Regions from separate parts of the Hordeum vulgare genome. Here all the other regions are linked to region 3. A link is a contact called in public Hi-C and HiChIP or PLAC-seq data. All regions are on one chromosome and are shown on one strand. The core of a region is the stretch at or near the end of the contact, and the rest is flanking DNA. Distances in the headings are between cores, read along the strand shown.

Region 1 (3,028 bases), core at 135-2,634, 340 kb after region 3:
AAAGAGGATAGCCACGGAATAATTGATGTTAGCACTTGTTCTTAGATGAAATATCATGAACAAAATCAATGTTCTTGTTGTGAGCACTAGTATGCCACCAACTCAATCAGACAAGAAGAGACATTTTTCGACCCAGAGCAATCTACTCACTGCACCAAAATCTATGCCCACATCCTGAATACAAAGACCTCTAAGGAATCATCTCACAGGCTTGGATTGAAATGAATTATCAGAACAAACAATATGCCGGTCTGGTGACAAGGAAAAAAAGGTTACCCAGATGGCCCTGCTTGGCCGCGATGTGGAAGGCGTCGAAGCTGTTGCTGGCCTTGATCCCCGCCGTCTGCATATCGGACACCTTCAGGATCTCGCGCACCACCTCGGTGTGCCCCTTGTCGGCGGCCACGTACAGCGCCGTCTCCCCGTCCTGGTTCGGCCGGGCGGCCAGTTCGCCGGCCAGCTCCCGGCCGGGTTCGGCAAGGATCCTCTGGACGTTGGAGACGTTGCCGGCCCTCGCCGCGAGGTGGAGCGGCGTGTCACCGCGCTTGCCGGGACTGTCCTTGCTCCGCCTGAAGTTGTCCATTCCCCGGAAGCTCTTGAGCTTCTCCAGCGCGCCCAGGCGGAAGCTGGTCTGCCTCTCCATGTCCAAGCCCAAGAATCAACCAGACGTGACCGGAGGGATTCCTGTTCTTGGGAAAATCCAGGTAACCCCTTGCCTCACCAACTCCGGTGATTACGGTTGCTTCTCTTGATTCCTACGGACCTGAGATTGTGATCGCGAAAAATTCAAGACTTGCCTTCTCTGATTTACAGGAGGCAAAGGCTGCCTTGGACCAACCGTTGCAAGCACTGGGATCCCCACCAATCAATAGCCTTGGGCCATGAACACAGCACCTGATACTGCAAGGGGGAGAAGACAAATCTCAGCATTCTTGCCAGCTTTTGGCACGGCGGCCGATCCTAACAAAGAACATCTCCAAGAACCGAAGATGAACGAGAAAAGCTATGAAATTCAAACCTACAAACTGAGACAGGAGAAAAGGAAAAAATAAAAATGAAACCTTACCAATTTCCCCCCAGAAGCCAGTGCACCAAGGAAACAAAACCAGATGATTGATGCTAGAGCTCCCAAAACCCCAGGCTCTCTTGCGCCGGTCGCCACGAACCCAGATGGCAGGCAGGACCTTCCAATGAGCCAAGAAAAGAGAAGGGAACCAAGGTCCAGTGGGAATCTTGGACCTCTCCTAGCTTTTATTCTTCTCGTTTGTTGGCTGGCTCCTCTCCTATCCTAGAGCTCACTTTCAGGGTTCACCACCTCTGCTTGGCCTCTTTCCACCCCCAAGTGCAGTACGGTTTGTTTCTTGCATTTCTGGGAATAATTAACTGCGCAAGTTGGCCGTCTCTATTGGTTCCCATTTTCTTTTCATGTTCATTTTTCAAATTCATGCTGGAGCTCCCACTAGCTCGATAATAAAAATATAATAACAATAATAATGATAATACTAAATAATAATTATGATAACAGTAAGCTATTATGTATTACTCCTTCCGTGTAATTTAGTTATCGCTCAAACAAATGTATCCTGTGGAAGCATGTTAAAAAATATAGGCACAAAACAGTTTTCAGTCATAAGGATTACATAGTCGAGTTGGTCATTTTTGTACTTACTTCCTTAGTTCTTAAATATTTTTTTTTTAGAGATTTCATTAAAACTATATATAAAATAAAATAAAAGAATCTATAGTCTAAAATATGTCTATATGTAGATTTGTATGTAATTTTTTTAATAAGTAAAAAGACTTATATTTAGAAATGGAGAAAGTATATGTAATCAATCCAGTTTCACTTTCCCTATTTGAAGGATCCAGTGGAGGCGTATGTGAACATAAAAAACACTTGTTATTAGAGTATAAAAAAGAAAACGGAAAACAGTTGTACTTCTGGTTTATAAAACATCGAAATGGCCATACCTTACACGTGATGCCGACAAGATTCTTTTAGGCCCCACCTGTCAACGTGACATTATAGGTAGCTCTTCTTTGAATGCATACACGTATGTATAGGTGAAGGTGCACATGCTGCCTTGTGTGGGCTCCGGCCGGCAGCCGAAAGCCGCCAAAAGCCCAATCACTTGAGAGCACAAGAATACAACACATTGCATGTGGCCGCCCTGCCTCCCCCAGCATTAAATATACAGTACAAATAATGGTTTGTCACGAATTACCATCCTAGTACAATGATATATCCCCTTCGTGTTTATTTACTTGACATATTAGCTTTGTGTCTAGTCGAACTTTTTAAACTTTAACCCAAGTTATACAAAAAAAAATAAGATCCAAAATACCAAATCAAATAAGATCGAAATCGTCATTAAATATATTTTCATATCATATATATTTTTTATTGTGAAATTATGGATTATTTAAAAAAATTGACTTAAGCTTAAGCTAATATGCGTAAAATGGAGGGAGTATATATTTATGTATGGAGTGGGGGGGGGGGGGAAACACAAGCTGGGGCCAAACGATGGGTACCTCTTAAAGTGTGTCCTTCGCCTCACTTCACTTTGAAGTTGAGAATGACAGCCCCACGAGAAAAAAATAAAAAAAAATGTTACTCTGTAGGTATGAGTACAAAATGAGCAACAATGACTAGAAACAATCATTTGAGATTTATTAAAAATTTTAGCAAAAAGAGTATCTGTATTATAACAGAGGAAACATATTAGGACATGACCAATGCATAGTCCCAGATTGATGTTCCATATGCCTCGGATATAAATTTGGATGGTGTAGCAAGATCCTCTGTAAAAGGTTGGTGCTTTAGAAAAAAAAGTGTGATCTGATGCAAAAACTAAAAAATTAGAATGGAAAATAGAAATGCATGTGTACCAAAGTCTTTATATTTTCTTTTATGAAACTCACTAATATTGAATTGGAAAGGAAAAATCGATGTAAATGTTTCAAGCTCTTTTTTATCACGGGCTTATACATACACCACCATTATACTTGCCCTTAGTTTGCACTT
Region 2 (2,928 bases), core at 159-2,658, 300 kb before region 3:
TATTAATGTAGTACAAGGACTGCATGAAATGGAAGCAATGCCTTTTAATCCCTAGTATATAGTAAATCAGTTATATGTGGAATTGCCCAGTTGAAAAAATAAAATGATGTCATGATTATAGTACATACTCCCTCCGTTCCTAAATATAAATATCTTTTAGAGATTTCACTATGGAGTACATACAGATGTACATAGACATATTTTGGAGTGTAGATTCACTCTCATTTTGCAGTGTAGGTAGTCCGTAGTGGAATCTCTAGAAAGATTTATACTCTCTCCGTTCCTAAATATAAGTCTTTTAAGAGATTTCACTAGGGGTCTACATACGAAGCAAAATAAGTGAATCTATAATCTAAAATATGTCTATATACATTCGTATGTAGTCCACTAGTGAAACCTCTAAAAAGACTTATATTTAGGAACAGAGGGAGTATTTAGGAACGGAGGGAGTAGTCTATAGTGAAATCTCTAAAAGGTCTTGTATTTAGGACTGGAGGGAGTACATATGTTGTTTCCCTCTGTTCCAGAATATAAGGTGTATGAGTTTTTTCACAAGTCAAATTTGTGCATGTTTGATCAAGTTTTTAGAAAAAAATATCATCATCTACAATACCAAATTTGACTTTTGAAAAAACTAAGCACGCCTTATTTTTGAAACGGGAAGGGAGTAGCATGTTATCTTGGTCTTGCACCTTTCCGGGACATTTAATAATTTACCTTTGCTGACATTGTAAGAGATATCTTGTTTGGTGCTAAAATACTAGCGAAGATACAAATGCTATCAGTTTGGAACCCAAGCATGGAGCTGACATGCTTATTTTTTCCGACTGTAGGTTGTCCGATTGGTTTAAAATGGGCGGTGAAGTGGCAAATCATGTCAAGTTGGCTGAGTTTTGGTTTCAAATGGCTGAAGATCTGTTGAATTCATTATTCAAAATTTGTGCACCATTGCTTTTATAACAGTGCCTACCTGCATTGCTGCTCTTTACCTTATTTTGGCAAGTTGTCCTGCGATCCTAGTCCAGAATCAGAAAAATACCGAGGAAGTTTTGCAACCGTGTATGTGGTGCACACTTGAATTGATCGTGTTGAATGCCTGTGGCTTATACCTGCGTCTCATTTACGTGCCGAAGATGAATGCTACCTCTTTTTTTATGTGAGGTCTCCATAAAAAACTAGCATCCTTGAATGCCTGTGGCTTATACCTGCGTCTCATTTACGTGCCGAAGATGAATGCTACCTCTTTTTTTATGTGAGGTCTCCATAAAAAACTAGCATCCGTTGTTAGCTTGTTAGAGAGAATAGCGACAGATTGCCCAATTGATTGCTCTGTAATGAGGCACAGAGCTTGCATGTACTACCCTTGCCCTACCTTACAAGCAAAGTAGCTGTCGCTCCCGATCACTGTGAGCCTGTGCTTCTCCATAAACCAAGCAGCTCCCAAGCCCCACTTTGGCATTTCACACCCAACCCTGACCCTGCAAACATGTAGCTGCAGAATACATGGACTTAGCTTCTCATTGCTCGTTAGGCGGCTGCTCTTTCGTTTTTGAACGCCTTGCCATGCAACCTTATTCTCTTCCCGTACGCCTGCCGATCACTTTCAGAATCTGTAGAAGCAAGTATCAGCTCTTGTGTGGACATGTAGCTTGTGGGCTCGAGCTCACTTGCGCCCATTCTTGGCAACAAACATTGATGTGTGCTTCAGATATGTGTAAATTTTTGGGATGAAACAACATTTGTGGAGTCTGGGCAAAAATAAATTAATATCAATGCTCCAAAAAACTGTTTTTGGAAGCACTGTTTTTTGTTATTTTCCCTACATTTCTCCTAGATCTCGATGAAATTCATTCCATCACAAAAAATTGCACGTATGTGAAAACACATCAATGTTTATTGCCAAAACAATAGCGTAATTTCGGCATGCTTCCTTTTCTTCATCTTGATGATTTCAATCCTCTCTTCATCCTCCTCTTTGTTTTTGGGCTCCTTCCTTGATTGTTCTAGGTCCACACCTGCATACGTAACCATGCATGGCATTTTGGATTGAGGTATAACCCAATTTTCAACATGCCTCCACACTTTGTTAAGAGGAATGTACATCCAAGAATCTTAAGGAGGTAAGATTGTTGTCATTAAGAGCGTTGCATTTTTTATGTTCCTTCCACTATCCATAATCAAGTCTTAAATTCAAAACATCTACAATATCTTGACCTTTCTAGTGTGGCATCCTTAGATTGTCAGATTCCGTGTTTGTGTTTGTGTGTGTGTGTGTGTGTGTGTGTGTGTGTTTTATAACTTGCAATCTTTGAGGCTCAATGGTTGTTAGTATCTAGATTTACTAGAAGATATGCGTGCCACGAGGAAGCTCATCCATCTTATCTTTTTGGATGTGATAGTCTTAAACACATGCTATCAAACTTAGTTTATCGATTAATCTTTACACATTAGCAACATTTATTTTTGACATCGAAGATCGTCGTGGAATTAATGAACTCAAAGACACGTGACACCTAGCCAATAGGTTGATGCACAGGAAGCTGATTTTCATCAGAAATAAAACATAATGAATTGTCGTATTGGGGCCGCTCCAACAATAAAGATGAGAAGTCGGAACATGATGATTGTACCGAGGAACAAGTGCTAGATTGTCCATGGAGAAAGTGGCTAGAGGGCAGAGCACGATGCAACCTAACTAAGATAAGGGGCATGTCAAGAAAGGGAGTAAAACTCATCAATAGAGAAAGAACATCGTGGCATGCAACAAACGCCTAACAAAAAGAGTCAGAACCCACGGATCACTAGGAGCGAAATGCAAGCGGTATGGGCAATCGAAGGAGGACGCCACACCCGGAGTGGCGTGTGGGCACCACCACTGGGAGGGCGCACGGGGGAACACTCTCCTGGGTGTCACATGTGTGGTGGATG
Region 3 (2,769 bases), core at 112-2,611:
AAATTTGTCGTATTTTCTCTACGATTCTACACAATCAGTAACTTATAAACTGAATGGAGGATCACATATCTGCCAAATGTTGATGACTTGACATACACACAAATCTAATTTATCTCTCTTTGATCCATGCTGCTCCACTCATGTCACTTAACCCTATCCCCAAAATACCACATGACAAGGCAGTTTGTGGCATTTCAGGGATCCCCCATATTTATCCAAAAATATGTACACCCTCCGTTTCAAAATATAAGACCTTTTAGAGATTTGACTAGGAGACTACATACGGAGCAAAATGAATGAATCTACACTCTAAAATATGTCTAAGTACATCCGTATGTAATTTATAGTGCAATCTCTAAAAGGTCCTATATTTAGGAACAGAGGGAGTAGTATTCTCCGAAAAAACAGTTGCAGATCTATGAGTTGGCGCTTACAAAAGTACCATTGCTCAACAGATATCATCTTATATCTAATCCCACCCACCTCTCTCAGGTCCATTCGTTTGTACTTACCAATGCATACTATACCAGACCCAGAGTACAATCTAGCATACATTTGTAAAGCCAGATTGGTTATCCATATTATAGTTGAGAAGCATAAAACTGGGAGAAGGCATCAGATAAATGATGAGAGGATCCGCTTAACCGTATATAAATATTCAAGAAAGCCATGCGGCCATGCCCTGACGTCCGACGGCCATCTCTATTGTCAACATATTTGAACCTCAAAATTAGATTTGCCAACGCATGATACTATGATCGATGTGCTGATGAAGTTATGGAGCAGCAAGCAAACAATCGAATCAGAGGTCAGCGCTTCACATCTCCACGCCTCAACAAAAACCCCATCTAAACCTTTTAGTTCTTCGCCAAAGGGTCAAACTTTATCGCGGGACACTTGAGGTTTCGTAGCAACGCAGTGGATACCGCAGCAATCGACTGAAAGAAAAGAAAAAGAGTCTACCTGCTTGACGACCCGGCGAGCGAGTTCCTCGGGCAGGACGAGCTGGGCGTTATCCACCACCGCCGCGGCATCCCCCTCACCATCTCCCTGGTGGTGGTGCTGGTGGCGGTACTGCTGCTGGTGCTGGTGATGCGGCTGGTGGTGGTGGTGGTGCTGATGGTGGGGCCCGCGGCGATGTGGACGGGCTTGGTGCTGGGCGGCGGATCGGGGGGTGAACTCCGGGGCGGCGGCGTTCAGGCGACCAGTCGCCGCCGAAGAGGGGGAGGAGGACTCCGGGACCTCGTCTTGAGCCATGGAGATTGGAGAGGGGAGGGGGCGGGGAGGGAGGAGGGTTTCGTCTCGCCTCCGCTTTCAGGTACAGTACAAGGAAGAGAGCAAGGAGGAGAGTACAAAAGGCGGCCACACCTCCAAAACAAAGGGGAAACAAAGGGAAAAGTAGTAGTACTAGCTTAGGGTGAGTTATTAGGGCACAAATACAAACATAGATTCCTTTTTCTTTTCTTTTTTTGCACGGGGAAATACAAACATAAATCGTCTCAAAAAGAGTAGTAGATTTTGATGTGGGATTTTCTTCAAATTCATCCCATATGTGATGATTAAATTCAAGTGGTTAGAGCATCTACAACAGGAATCCTCGGACGCCTCCTAAATTTTCGGACGAACGATCTAGTTAGTGACCGGTCACTAAATCACGACTCTGTCAAAATCCACAAACCAGTTCTATTACGTTTGACCTGACCAGCAATCCTCATATCTGAGATCGATATGAGGAGGCCCCGTCATGCTCACGCGTGTCCATCATGTCATATTGACGGGCATGACCCACAAACCCATGTCGAAACCCATCGGTCCAGTGTTGACGCAATCATGCCGTCGCTCTAGCGCGCAGCCTAAGGGGCGATATATGTCTATTTAAGTGGAACAGGGCCCATCAACCCTAGCCCGTTTCATTTTCACCCTCACCGTCCGCCGCCACTTCCAATCCACTCGGAGCTCGTCGCCCCTGGTAGCCATGGCCCGCCCATAGATCATTACATATGCCATGCTCGCTCTGAAGCACCGGTTGGTGCTCCTAGCAGAGATCCAGGCCTGACGCGCTGCTTGAATTGCAGTTGGCCTACCTCCATACCACTACTTGTGAGTTGCGTTATTTTTATTCAAAGAAGAAGGATGAAGCAATATAGTAGCGGATAAATATTTTCCCTTGATAAGAACCAAGGTTATTGAACCAATAGGAAAACCATGCAAATTACCGTCTTGGCAAATAAACACACAAAAGCAAATACTTGCACTTAATGCGGGCAAGAGGGTTGCCAATCCCCTTGAACTCGTTACTTGCAAGGATTAATTCTCATAGTGATAGATATATAAAAAGAAAATTAAAAAAGTAAATCAACTGCAGCAAGTCATTTTTGGTTTTGTGTGATAGATATATAAGTAGACCGGGGGCATACTTTTCACTAGAGACTTCTCTCTCGAACACATATCATACGGTGGGTAGACATATTGTTCAATAATTGATAGAAAAGTGCATAGTTATGATGTTATTCATGGCATTGATCATGTATATAGGCATCACGTCCGTGACAAGTAGACCGACTCCTGCCTGCATCTACTACTATTACTCCACCAATTGACCGACTCATGCATGCATCTATGGTAGTTAAGTTCACACGAAGAGAGTAACTCTTTAAGCAAGATGAGATAATATAGACTAAATCCAATCAATATGAATAAACCTCGTGGTTTTATTCTTGATGGCAATAATACAAATACATGTCTTGTCCCCTATTGTGACTGGGATAT

Evidence for each region. A called contact is a pair of places that touch in the nucleus more often than the background predicts. HiChIP or PLAC-seq counts read pairs in DNA pulled down with a chosen protein or histone mark.
Region 1: a contact with region 3 is called in an H3K4me3 HiChIP or PLAC-seq map of embryo, with 2.6 times the contacts expected there. The contact joins the promoter of LOC123410529 here to the promoter of LOC123408889 in region 3. A contact is called at or near these places in 1 of 6 Hi-C or Micro-C datasets (leaf) and 1 of 1 datasets of contacts at active chromatin or transcription factors (embryo).
Region 2: a Hi-C map of seedling shows a contact between it and region 3, with 2.8 times the contacts expected there. The contact joins the enhancer-like site here to the promoter of LOC123408889 in region 3. A contact is called at or near these places in 5 of 6 Hi-C or Micro-C datasets (leaf, seedling and an unstated tissue) and 1 of 1 datasets of contacts at active chromatin or transcription factors (embryo).

Annotation. Positions count from the first base shown.
Region 1 is chr7H:222,974,963-222,977,990 of MorexV3_pseudomolecules_assembly, reverse strand. LOC123410529 (ankyrin repeat-containing protein At5g02620-like) reads right to left here and starts at 1,384. Exons shown (of 4, transcript XM_045103477.1): 1 at 1,067-1,384; 2 at 277-900. The coding sequence starts at 643.
Region 2 is chr7H:223,609,616-223,612,543 of MorexV3_pseudomolecules_assembly, reverse strand. It overlaps LOC123412578, which reads left to right. Exons shown (of 16, transcript XM_045105528.1): 16 at 834-1,106. Among protein-coding and RNA genes, the nearest start is that of LOC123412578, 7.2 kb to the left of the region's middle. Within about 2 kb of position 1,408, at least 1 of the 3 cell types and tissues checked has open chromatin away from gene starts, as enhancers often do. A contact at or near this core is called in seedling, where this site is marked.
Region 3 is chr7H:223,310,974-223,313,742 of MorexV3_pseudomolecules_assembly, reverse strand. It overlaps LOC123408889 (la-related protein 6B-like), which reads right to left and starts at 1,361. Exons shown (of 10, transcript XM_045101920.1): 1 at 964-1,361. The coding sequence starts at 1,257.